3 separate regions of the Rattus norvegicus genome follow, and all the other regions are linked to region 2. The links are chromatin contacts, called in public Hi-C maps. All regions are on one chromosome and are shown on one strand. Each heading gives the region's core, a stretch centred on a gene start, on an enhancer-like site or on the middle of the called end of the contact. The rest is flanking DNA. Distances are from core to core; before and after follow the strand shown. Region 1 has its middle 56 kb from the start of Ptmal4. Region 2 holds the start of Irf2 (interferon regulatory factor 2). Region 3 overlaps LOC102551895 (a long non-coding RNA gene).

Region 1 (3,812 bases), core at 378-2,877, 200 kb before region 2:
TGACAGGTTAGGGGTTCTAGAATCACCCAGGCACCCTATGTTCTCTCCCAGCGACTGAAATGTCTGTTATTTCTTCCCATTTCCTCTTCCTCCTCCCCCTCCTCCTCTCCCACCTCCCCCAACCCTTCCCATTTTCCCTCCCCCTTCTCCTTCTCCCCCTCCCTCTCCTCCTCCTCTCTGCCATCTCTTCCACTTCCAACTCCTCTACTCCTCTGTCCCCCCTCTAAACATACTAGGCACGCAGGCGTGTTTGCGTTTGTTGCTTTATTGCCTTTTTTCTAAGCCACAACTGCTTAGTGCCTGGGATGTCCGTCATTTCTCACCTGGGTTTACACCAAGCCCAGTCAGCTTGGCGAGGTCCCCCTCTCCCTGGTATAGAAAGGGTTCATGTCACCCAAGCACCTGTGCCTATGAAGGGAGAAAACAACTGCTCTCCCCCTCCCAGCAATGGACACCTTTGTCTTTTATAAACACAGAACCATAGCGCCCCTTTCTTCCCTCCCACCCCATTCTTCTGCGCGCTCCCTCTCCATTTCCTGTTCCGTTCCCACAATGTTGAATCCATCCTGCCTATAGGAATCCCCACTCCCACCCCCCACTAAATGCACCGGCTGCTTAATTTTCTAACATTCTTCCTTGGCTTTCAAGGGTTCACTTTTTTTTTTTTTTTTTTTTTTTTGGTATAATCTTTCATGGGGTTTAATATACATGGCTGGTTTCTTGATATGGGCAAGACAAAGGTATAGACTAACCTTACCTTGCTTCCAAAGTGGTACTGGGTTTTGCCTTGCACTGTGGGAAGGGATAGGTGGCTGGGAAGAATTTGACTACCCACCCCAGAGATTCGGGTGCAGTCGTGAACTCTGCCCTCTAGTGGGGAAAGAAGTGAAAAGCCACTGTCTTGGACCTCACCAAGTCTCTGTTCAAGCGGTGGCAAGACCAGATACTTCTACACTAACGGGAACCTCCTGAAGGAGGATACACGCTGTGGATCCTTGAGTCAATTCCATTTTGGACCTGGGCTTATCATTCCCAAAGGATCCACAGGAAGACGACGTTAGGATGGGATTTTCTCCTAAAGTGCTACTGACCCTCTGCCTCGTGGGGAGATGCTTCATGACCCGCTTCTGTGATAGAATATCTGAGATAAATCAACTTAAAAAACAGGTTTATGTGACTAACACTTTCAGAGGTTTTAGTGTACATTTGTGTCAGGTCCCAACTCCCCCAAATGACAATCTGGATTCAGCTTAGGATAACTTGGACCAGGTCAACACTTAGCATTCCTTAGAAATCTTGTAAAACGGGTTTCTGTTTGCCATGAGAGCCATTACTTCCTTGTATGCCCCTCCAGTCTCCAGAGAGTGCATTGAGTTCTCTACTAACTTAAACAGGTCCCCAGAGGATCAGAGACTCATGCTGGCTCCTGAGGTGCTCCAGCTAACCCACCCTCCGTGCGCTGCAACCCGTCTCCTTATATTTGGCAGGACTCTCCCAATACCCATGCTGTTTTCTCTGAAATCCAAGAGATAGTGGTTGAATAAACTGTTTCCCTTACCCACAGAGCTGTCTAATTTTGGTGGTTTCACTTCCCCTTCCCTTACAAGTTGATGACACACATTGGTTCTATGATGACGGGGGATATGGAGTCGGAAGCAAATGGCAGAAGCTGGAGTGGGATTCACCTCATAAGAGCTGAGGAGCAAAGAGACAGAAGAAAACGTTGTCCCCCTTAAGGACATAACAGCCTGACTTGTTTTCACTAGGCCCCATCCCTTAATGATTCTATTATCTCCCAAAAGTATCAGAGGCTGACGACCAAGACTTTAGCTCACAGCTATTTGCGAATATTGAATTTCCAAGCCATGAAAACAAGTAGAATTGAGAAGTTGATATTGCTTATACTGCAGGGTTAGCTGAGAGAAAAATCATGACGAACATTACATCCACAAGCATGAGAGCCATTGCCAAAATTTAAAACCCAAACGAGGGGCCAAATGGGCAAGGCTTAAATAGCTTCTTCGTACTGAGAGGCAAGAAGGAGGAAGCTGGGGGCAAATTTAGAGGTTCTCTGAGTTTTAAGGAGAGAGCAAGCCTGGAGAACCACAAATGGCAAGAGTTCCTCAGAAAGAGTAGCCATGATTCGGAAGTTTGCTTCTGCCTCGTGAAAAGTTGATTGCTCTTTGGCTGGTGAAACTTGAGTAAGTTTCAAGGTGACTTTGCTCCTCTTGGGTGACTCTGATTTGTAGACAGATAATGGAACTTCACAGACACCTCTCATTGCTCCACCCCCAAAGTTGCCTGCATGAGGATCTATTTTTTTTTCTGGGTCCCAACACTTCTGTCCTTGAACCAGGGTCCTTTCCTGCAGTTCTTCTGAATCTCAGATATTTTGATATCTCATGGGATCATTATTTACATCAACGATACTCCAGACAGTGATATTGGACCTTTCAAAAGGTGTTCCACTCAAATACCTGGACTTTGGACCCTGACACCTGCTGGGGAGTTGAATGTGTAAACAATGTAACCGTTGTTCAGTAATCTGCCCATGTCCCTTTGCAGCTGCTGTGAACATTTTCTCTGCATTATTTAGTATGTTTTTATTAATCGTGAGATCCCCTTAATACATTTAACTAATTTCTTGATATTGAACAATTGTGGTCATTTTTTAAATTTTCATGGCACCAATTAACACATTGATAAACACTCGTATAGCACAATCTTTTTAAAAATATCCTTCCAAATTGTGTACATTATAAATTATGCCATCATCATTTTCATTGCTAATATACAGTAGGTAATACCAGCATCTCCGATAGCCATTGTCTTAGCTAAGATCTTTATTGTTGTGATGTAACACCATAACCAAAAGTAACAGGCCAAAAGGGGTTTATTTTGGCTTACAGAGCCAGATCATAGTTCATTCCTGATAGAAGTCAGGCCAGGAACCCAACAAACAGCAGGAATCTAGAGGCAAGGGCTGATGCAGAGGTCATGGGGGGTGTTGCTTACTGGCTTGCTCTCTATGGCTTGCTCAGCCTGCTTTCTTGTAGAACACACGATCTCTGCCTGGGGCTGGCACTGCTCACAGTGATCTGGACCATTCCACATCAATAACCTATCAGGAAGAGGAACCACAGGCCAATCTAGTGGGGGCATATTCTCAGTTAAACTTCCCCCTTCCAAAATAATTCTAATTTCCATCAAATTGACAGAAAACTCCGCAGCACAGCCACCCTCAGCCTAGTCTGATGCTGTCATAGATGTAAAGGTAGATTTGTGTTTCTTCTTTTAAAAGATGCACCCTGGGGTAGTTGAATAAAATATATACACTGATGGTTCTATTTGTAAGGCCAGGAGAGGTGCACATATACTAATTAGAGAAACTTCTATGAGTCAGGATATTTGGGGGGAACTTGCTGAGCTTGGATAGAGTGCTGCATGGTTTTCTGTAACTGCCGCCTGGGTCCCCATAAGGACAAACCAGTCTGTTGGGCTATTTCCCTATTTCTCAGTGTTGGGCTGCTTTCTGGTTCTGCTAACATAAACAGTACTGTGTTGGTTCATTTCCTCCAGCACTTATTAAAGGTTTCTCTGGGAGAATCAGAGAAGTGGAATTGGGTCATAGAGGAGACATATATCAATTCATACTTTCAAATTACTCGCCCAAACCCACATCTACCAGAAATCAGTGGAGGTATGAGTATGTTTGCCTGTGTGTGTGCATGTATGCATGTGCATGTGTATTTTGTAACCTCACTCACAGTTTGTATGAGTGGCCTTTTTTTTGGCATCCTGATTTTTAAAAG
Region 2 (3,901 bases), core at 135-2,634:
GGCTGCCGCTCTGCACCAACCATGTTCGGCCGGCGGGCGAATGTCACCCGGCACCCGGAGCGGGTCGGAGGGCACAGGGCGGGCACTCGGATTCCCACCGCGTCCGGGAGCCCCCAAGCGCTCGCCAACCTCCCCCCACCAATGCCCGCCCGTGGGGCGCCGCTCGGTCCCCGGAGGCTCCCCGCCCCCACACTTCGCCCGTTCCATAGCCAAGGCGGGTCCGGGCCCAGCGCGCCAGGCCGGCCCCGGGGCGCCCGCGGGGACCCGGAGGCGCTCGCAGCTAGGCCGCGCCGGAGTGGGTGACCCCTCAGCGCGGAGCCCTCCTGGGACGCGCCTCCTGGGCACCTCACGCGCTGGGACAAGTGCAGTGACAAAGCCCAGAGGCCAGGCCAGGCGCTGGCCGGCCGGGAGGAGGACGCAACGTTCCTGGCGAGTGGCAGCGGCCCAGTCCCCAGGAAGCCGGGCGCACCGGCCAGGCCCGCGCCCAGCCGCGCGCGGAGCCCGCCGGGCCCGAGTGGCCGCTGGCACCCGACACCCGACGCCAGTCACCGGACCCCAAGCTCCGCGGACGAGCGCATCCTGGGACCGCCTAACGGCAGCCTTCAAGTTTACAGTGGTCACTGCCCGGGCACGGGCAACTAGGGACCGCGGGTGCCAGTGTATTTATACCAGAGACCGCCAGGAAAGAAGGGCCGCCGGGCACCGAGAAGAACCCGGTTCCCTTCCTCGAACCTGGTGGCGACAGTGTCTGTAAACACACACACACACACACACACACACACACACACACACACACACACACACACACACACACACACACACAATTTTATTTTAAATGAGGCCAGACTCCAGCGGACCTGTACCCACAACGCACGACACCTGGAGCGCAGAAGCACACAGAGCAGATCTGCGTCCATGGAGCCACCTCTTCTCATCTGCAAATCCAAAAGTGAAATTAAACCTCCACTAACCCCCTCCTCCTCCTCCTCCTCCCTCTCTACCTCCTCCTCCTCCTTGCAGCCTCAGCGGCCCCAGCACCAGCAGCACCAGCAGCAGACCCCTGCTTCCCCTAAAATCAGATGATCCATAACTGCGCCGACTCTTCCTCCAAAAATTGGTATTAATATTTATGAACCCCGGCATTTTCCGTCTGCAAAACATCGTGTCAAAGCATCAGGACGCACATACATGCATAGCTCCTCCTGTCCCCATCAACATGCTTTCGAGAGAAAACACACGCACAGCCACAAGTATTATTTGAAAAAAAAAATGTTACCTCTCAGTGTGCTTTTTTTTTTCACGCTACCAATACAATCCCGCAAGGTGTAAGTGTTGTTAGGGTGTGTAAAATGGAAATGAAAGCCCGTCAGTTGAATAATCGCAGGAGCAAAACTAAAAGTTACTCCCCGGCTTGCCTGAGAACAGTCCAGATCGAAAGCAAAACAAGGAGAGGAAACTGCGAGGAGCCGAGGCTGGAAATCCCCCCCACCCCCGCCCTCTCCCGGCCCCGCTCCCTCCCTCGCTCCCCCTCCGCCCTCCTCCCTCCCCGCCCTTCCTCCCCAGTGTTTGTTTCAAGCTTGTGCAACCCGGAGGTGGAGGCAGAGGGAGGGCTCCAGCCACCAGCCGGGAGGTGCGGAAGTTCGCCGCCGCTGTTCATTGGTGGCCTACGCGGCTTTCATCATTTCTCGGAAAAGTCAATTTCATTTTCACTTCCCCACGTCGCGGCTGCGGGGAGCAACAAGCGGCAGCACGTGAGTGTGGGGCTCGCGCGCCGAGGGGCGCGCGCTTTTCACCGCGGCCACGCTGGGAGTGTGGGCTCCAGAAGTGGCCGGCCAGGCGCTGGCTAGCGAGCTGGCCACCACAAGGTGGCCGTAGGGAAGGACGGAGATACCTGATTCTGCATCCTACCTGAAGGTGGAGACGGACCAGACAGAGCCTGGGAAGCCTGGGGAACCTTCCCGACCTGTGGGTTAAGTGTTCAGAACCGCTGTGCTCGGGCTGCATATACAAACTCATCTTGGAAAGTCTCCTGCTGCAAAGGAATGTAAGGAACGAAGTCAGCTGAAAAGAAGGCATTACTTGCACCCCTGCTTTATTGGATCTCCTACTGGGGGACAGGGGGGAGTGAGGGGGGCTGAAGGACTAACCTGGCACTCTGTGTGGAAGTCTAGGATGGCTAGGAAGGCCTTTCCCTAGTAAGTCACTCTCCAAAGTTACTTCATGCCCGTGCCATACACATTCCGTTTCTGCAAGATGAGATGGACTACGGTGTGAGTTACTTGAATTTAAAATGTCTTGATTGGAGCTGGTTCTGGAGCGAAGGCTTAATGCTTAACTCCTTACCGAGTTCAAATTTGACGACGTTATTAGTTGGACACCCTTGACTGCTGCCCTCAGTGCTGTGCGGTGGAGACAATACAGAATGCAAGAAGAGGGCCTATGACAGGTGCAGCGGCCAAAGCCTATTGGCTCTACTAGGCCAGCTCGCTTGGAACCTCCTCCTCTCTTGTCACTTAGATTTAAAAGTATTTCCTTATAGTTACACCTGCTTCTTGCCTGCTTTACAGTTTCCTCAGCCCTCCACCAGCCTTCTCTAGCCGCTAGAGAAAGCCCCATCCTAGGAGACTGTCACTATGTATGTGTAAACCTCTGAAAAATAAGTCTACCTCCTCTTTGTCACAGAATTACTGGATTCCACAGACATAGGGAAAAGGAAAGTATCCATGCACTTGTGGAAGGATATGGCTGAGATTAAGGACCCTGCCTTGTGGTCTCAAAATAGATCCCTCTTGCACACAGTGTCCTTTATTTCTCCCATAATAACACTGTGCAATCCTTCCTTTTATATTTCATATATCAATTACCACAGGAATACACAAACTGCAAGGTAGTTGTCCGTCTTTACTTCCAGGCACCTAAGTCAAATAACCATAGGTCATTTTTTTTTCTGGCTTCTTGTGTGTATTGGTGAGTGTGGTACTTGTGTGCATGTATGTAAGTCATGGACTCACAGAGACTAGAGTATCCTGTTCGGTTGTTGTCTACATTATTGATTTGAAACTAGAACTAGGCTGGCGGCCAGCTTCTCCAGCAATCTTCATGTCTCTGCTAGCCACAGCACTGGAATTAAGTGGGCACGTATCAGATCTGGCTTTTCAAGTGTATTGGGGATTTGAACTCAACTCCCCATACTTGCTTGGCAAGTGCCCTCCCTCCATAGAGCCATCTCCGTTGTTGTTGTTTTCTTTGCTGTTGCTATTCTGCTGGTTTTATTTTTGCTTGTTCGTGTCTTTTTGTTTGTTTTTTTAGACAGGGTCATCTTCTTGAGTCCTGGAGTTATGGGCATGTGCTAATCTATGTTTATTCAAATCTGTACCCACCCTTTGTCTTCTCTTCCCTAGACCAGGGAGAGGAAAGGCATGCATAGCTCCTCCTGCCCCCATCAACGTGCTGTCTTTCTGAACCTCTTATCTCCGGTCAGCATCCGTTATTTGCAGGCCCAAGGAACCAAAGAAACAATGAGGTCTGGTGAGGCCAGCCAATGTCTCCGTCCTGGTATCTATGACAGGAGCTTCCTCAGACGTGAAAACTCAGGGAAGCCAGAGAGGGCCATGTCCACAGATCTCTAGCGGGCATCTTGGTGTATCCATGCACAGAGACTAGTCCTGGAAACCCCATTGCCAAATACAGGAAGCATCCTGACTCATTGCTTCCCTGATGATTGGTCTCCCGTTTGTGTCTTCACTAGATTCTCCATCCGGAAATAGTCCTGCCTGCTCTAAGTGCAGCCCGATCAAACTGTTTCAGAAGAAGCAATGGCCTACTTATCTATGGCCTGAAATCACAACAAACAGTTTCCTTGGACTGTTTGGGTTCTTTTATTCTCAGTTCTTTTATTCTT
Region 3 (3,910 bases), core at 1,145-3,644, 220 kb before region 2:
ATATGTAATTATATATGCAATATATTTTATATGCTAAAATTATTGAATTTGTGTCTTATAATTCCACTTACATATAAAATACATACTAAATATATTATGTACCACAGCAAATAAATAATTTATATGTAAAAATGTTTTAAAATTTATATTTTATATTTTTCTATTATTGAGTAATACAAACTTGTTTTATAACCCAACTAATTATGCTTTTCCCTTAAATAATACTCAAAACCTTGTACAAAATAGAATCATCTTTTCTGGTGTATCCGAGGTACTCTGTCTTGTGCTTCTATAGCCTGCATTTGTTTACATGGGTCGGAAATAGGAGAGGAGCAGTTACGTTTAAAGAAACTGGAGGTGGCTGGTTTTCCTTCCTAGGCTGCAAAGTGGCTGCTGTGGCTGACAGGGAGGAATGCTGTCAGAAATTAGAGATGACATGAGCCTCAGGAACTGTCTGAACACGTGGCCTCCAGCAGGTGATGTTGTCTGGGGGAACTGAGGCACCTCTGGGGCACAGGGACTAAAGTAGAGAGAACATTTGGAGTCAGCCTTGAGGGTCATAGGCAAATCCTGCTTCTGATCTTACCCCTGCATCCTGGTTGGCCATGATGTGAGCAACATCACCACCCCATCCCACAACGGCTCTCTTCCCACTAACTGTCAGCCCGAACCAGTCATTGGCCTTTAACTTGAGCCCCTCTCCTCCCACCTCCCAACCCCCCACTCACCCCACCCTCCACCCACAAGAGGTGCAGCAATGGGTAACAAAGAAAAGTGACAGGAAGATGTCAGAGAACACAGAACCATCTAGAACAACTGAGTTAAAACAATGTTCATAAAAATCAGAACAACTTTCTGAAACGGACAGTCCCTGCCCCAAAATTATAATTCCCAAGGCAAATTAGTTATGTTTCAAATGAAAGCTTTTGGGACACTTTCTTTCAGAAGTGTTTTATTTTCCAAAGTAAATGCCGCAAAGCTTTTGAAGCTAGAGACAAGTGCAAAATTCGTGAGCTTCAGCCTTTTGCCGTATCAGTAACTGCCAGGAGATGTTGGAAGTGTATTTAGAACTTTGAATATGACGCATACGACTTGAGATGTTTACCGGAAGCTAATATGATTGCTGACATGAGAAAGCAAGGAGACATTACAGGACTCCTAGAGCTAGGGAGATACTGTCTGTACTTCCTCACACACAAAAGCAGGGCTCGGTTCTTACTAAACAAGGCCAGAACAGTTTATGATCATAAGAAACCATTAGCAATAATTTTAAGCAGACTGTAGTAGAAGTAACCACCAAGAAAGTGATTCACATAGTCACAAAGTAAAAGTAAGTGTGATAAAGATAATACTTAAAAGAAAAAGCACACATTGACGGAAATCACATCTCAAATCCATTAACCAAAAAAATTTTTTTATTGAAAACACATTTTTTTCATACATTCCGATTACGATCCTGAAAGTTCACAAGATCCAGAAGTAAATGAACATTTGGACAGTAATGAGAACACTCTGACTTGTCTGTGGTCTTGTAAGTAATGTGAGAAGATTAGCTGGTCATTGGGGTCGAGAATTCTCATGGCAGCAGTTCAGCTACAGGAGCAGAAGGGACCTTCAAAACCGTCTTCTCGGAGATAAGACATCAGACATCTGCACGTGGATCTCAAAGTATTTCTTTACACCCTTCTTCCCTTACGTTGGAATGGCATAGCACAGCTGGAACTCACAGCCAGCACAGAAATAAGAATTCTGAGTGTTCTGCCACATACATCGGCCCTAGGTGACCACAGGACAGTCCCCCTGCCCATCTTACAATGAAATAGGGTAGTTCAGTGGTGTTTACAAAGATACTTTTTCCATCCTGTCATCTGAAACCTTAGCAGAAAGGGACTTTCTGTGATGTAGACATGTTTGCTTTCATAGTTTTAATATTCTGTACCATGAATATTTATTATAGGAAACAACTTTGGCTCACAGTCCCTTGTCACTGTCATAGAACATGAATGGTCACTCAAAATCTGCACAAAATACACAATAAGTCAGTGTAATGTGGATAATACTTTTCCTTTAAGAGACAAAATAGATAATCTATTATATTCTGTGTTTGATATTGCCCTGAAAAATTCAAATGAGAACAGGAAATATGCAAATAGACATTTCAATCCAACTTTATCTTTAAAGAGTTTTTAAATCTTTTACTTGTGTTTGTCTGAGATGTCTCCCATAAATCTCCGTTCGAAGACGTGGTTCCTCAGTTGGTTGGAGACATGATCTCGTCACTCGGACCATTGAGATTTTAAATCACTCATGCTGTTGCCAGTGTGTTCTCTGCCTCCTGCTTGTGGTTTGAGATATGAACTCTCAGTTGTTCCTGAGGCCACTCCGTCATGGACTCTAACCCAGTGAACCATGTGCCTGATCAAACACTTTCTGTTACACAGGGTGCCTGGCTTCACTGTGTTTTACCACAGAATGGGAAAGCAGTTATTACCACGGCACGTGTATCCCGTGGGTGTGCAGGTGCCTGCAGAGGTCAGAAGTGGGCATTGGACCTCTTAGGGCTGGAGTTACAGACTGGTGTGAGAGGAAACTCAGGGCCTCTATTGAAGTAGTAAATGCTCTTAACTGCTGAACCATTTCTCCGGCCCCTGTAAGACTTGATTTTAGAAGTCGGTAGGGGCTAGAAGTCACCAGCAACTGATATCACTAATTCTTCTAAACCACTCTGATAATGCTGTCATATGCTTCACCCTGAGACACTACTACGCTGTGACCCACAACTGCCCCGCATGTCTTCTGCCCCATCATTTATTCACCTCTTCAGTGCTCCTTCTAACCTTTGCCTGTAACCCACTGACTTGATTAAGTCCTTCCATCTACTGTTCCTGCCATCTCTAGGCTGTCCTCCCTCTCACCTAATGGCCTTCTGTCTCTTTTACATTTTCTTCGAGACAGATTCTCATGTAGCCCAGGCTGGTCTCCAACTCATTATGTAAGGATTACCTTGAACTCCCAACCCTCTGACCCTCCCAGCCTTTGTCTCCCAAGTACCGGCCTTCACTGCCACATCCATCTTTTCTTCCCTTTCATATTTCATATTTCCTCCACAGGTCTCACTCTCCCGAGAGATTGTGCCAACTCTTCCCTTGCCTAAACATTCAATATCTGTCCTCCTTTACTTTGTCACTCCCTGGTAAGAAGAACCTCTGATTTAGTCCAAGTGGCACATTCATTTCCGCATACTCTGCAGTTGAATGTGGCAGGGGAAACTGGTTTCTTCCACTCTTATAGATTGAAAGAATGGCTACTGTGAAATGGCTATGCTCCGAAGACCACCTACAGACCCAGTGCCATTCTCATCAAAATTCCAATGTCATTTTTCACAAAAAAGGTATTGAAATTCATATGGAAAGAGGTGGAGAGATGGCTCAACAGTTGAGAGCACTGCCTACTCTTCCAGAGGACCCGGGTTCAATTCCCAGTAACCACATGGCAGCTCACAACTGTCTGTAATGCCAAGATCTGATCTTACAACATGCATGGGTAACCCTTTGGGCTTTTTATATGTCTACTCCAGTTCCCGAATGATTACACGGAGGCTCATTTATTTATGTATAAGTGCCTAGGCCTGTCGATGCCCACACCAACACAGCACCGAGAACTGGGCGTAAGCCTGCGAGATTTAAAAAACACACACGCGCGGGTTATCCGTGTTAAGAAAGAATGCTCCTTCTGTAGCTTTATTTTCCAAATATCTACCCCAGGTTGACTAGGTGGAAAAATCTGGGAAGCACCGTGGGAGACCCCGGTTCAAGACATTGGTGCCCCTAATTTACTGGGGAGAAATCCAGGAAGACCAGCCTAAATCTCAAAAACAAAAGACTGGGAAGACAAAGACAGGAACGAATTG

The links. Hi-C and Micro-C count contacts between places; a contact is called where the count stands out from the background.
Region 1: a contact with region 2 is called in a Hi-C map of liver, with 4 times the contacts expected there. The contact joins the enhancer-like site here to the promoter of Irf2 in region 2. A contact is called at or near these places in 1 of 12 Hi-C or Micro-C datasets (liver) and 1 of 1 datasets of contacts at active chromatin or transcription factors (oligodendrocytes).
Region 3: a Hi-C map of liver shows a contact between it and region 2, with 2.5 times the contacts expected there. The contact joins the enhancer-like site here to the promoter of Irf2 in region 2. A contact is called at or near these places in 5 of 12 Hi-C or Micro-C datasets (the A7r5 cell line, Schwann cells, kidney and 2 more) and 1 of 1 datasets of contacts at active chromatin or transcription factors (oligodendrocytes).

Annotation. Positions count from the first base shown.
Region 1 is chr16:52,081,859-52,085,670 of GRCr8, forward strand. No RefSeq gene overlaps it. Among named protein-coding and RNA genes, the nearest start is that of Ptmal4, 56 kb to the left of the region's middle. Within about 2 kb of position 1,628, at least 11 of the 93 cell types and tissues checked have an H3K27ac peak or open chromatin away from gene starts, as enhancers often do. A contact at or near this core is called in liver, where this site is marked.
Region 2 is chr16:52,281,202-52,285,102 of GRCr8, forward strand. Irf2 (interferon regulatory factor 2) reads right to left here and starts at 1,385. Exons shown (of 9, transcript NM_001047086.1): 1 at 1,277-1,385. It overlaps LOC120097385 (a long non-coding RNA gene), which reads left to right and starts at 2,493. Exons shown (of 3, transcript XR_005494732.2): 1 at 2,493-3,901.
Region 3 is chr16:52,059,562-52,063,471 of GRCr8, forward strand. It overlaps LOC102551895 (a long non-coding RNA gene), which reads right to left. Exons shown (of 3, transcript XR_360468.5): 3 at 3,708-3,910. Among named protein-coding and RNA genes, the nearest start is that of Ptmal4, 33 kb to the left of the region's middle. Within about 2 kb of position 2,395, at least 3 of the 93 cell types and tissues checked have an H3K27ac peak or open chromatin away from gene starts, as enhancers often do. A contact at or near this core is called in liver, where this site is marked.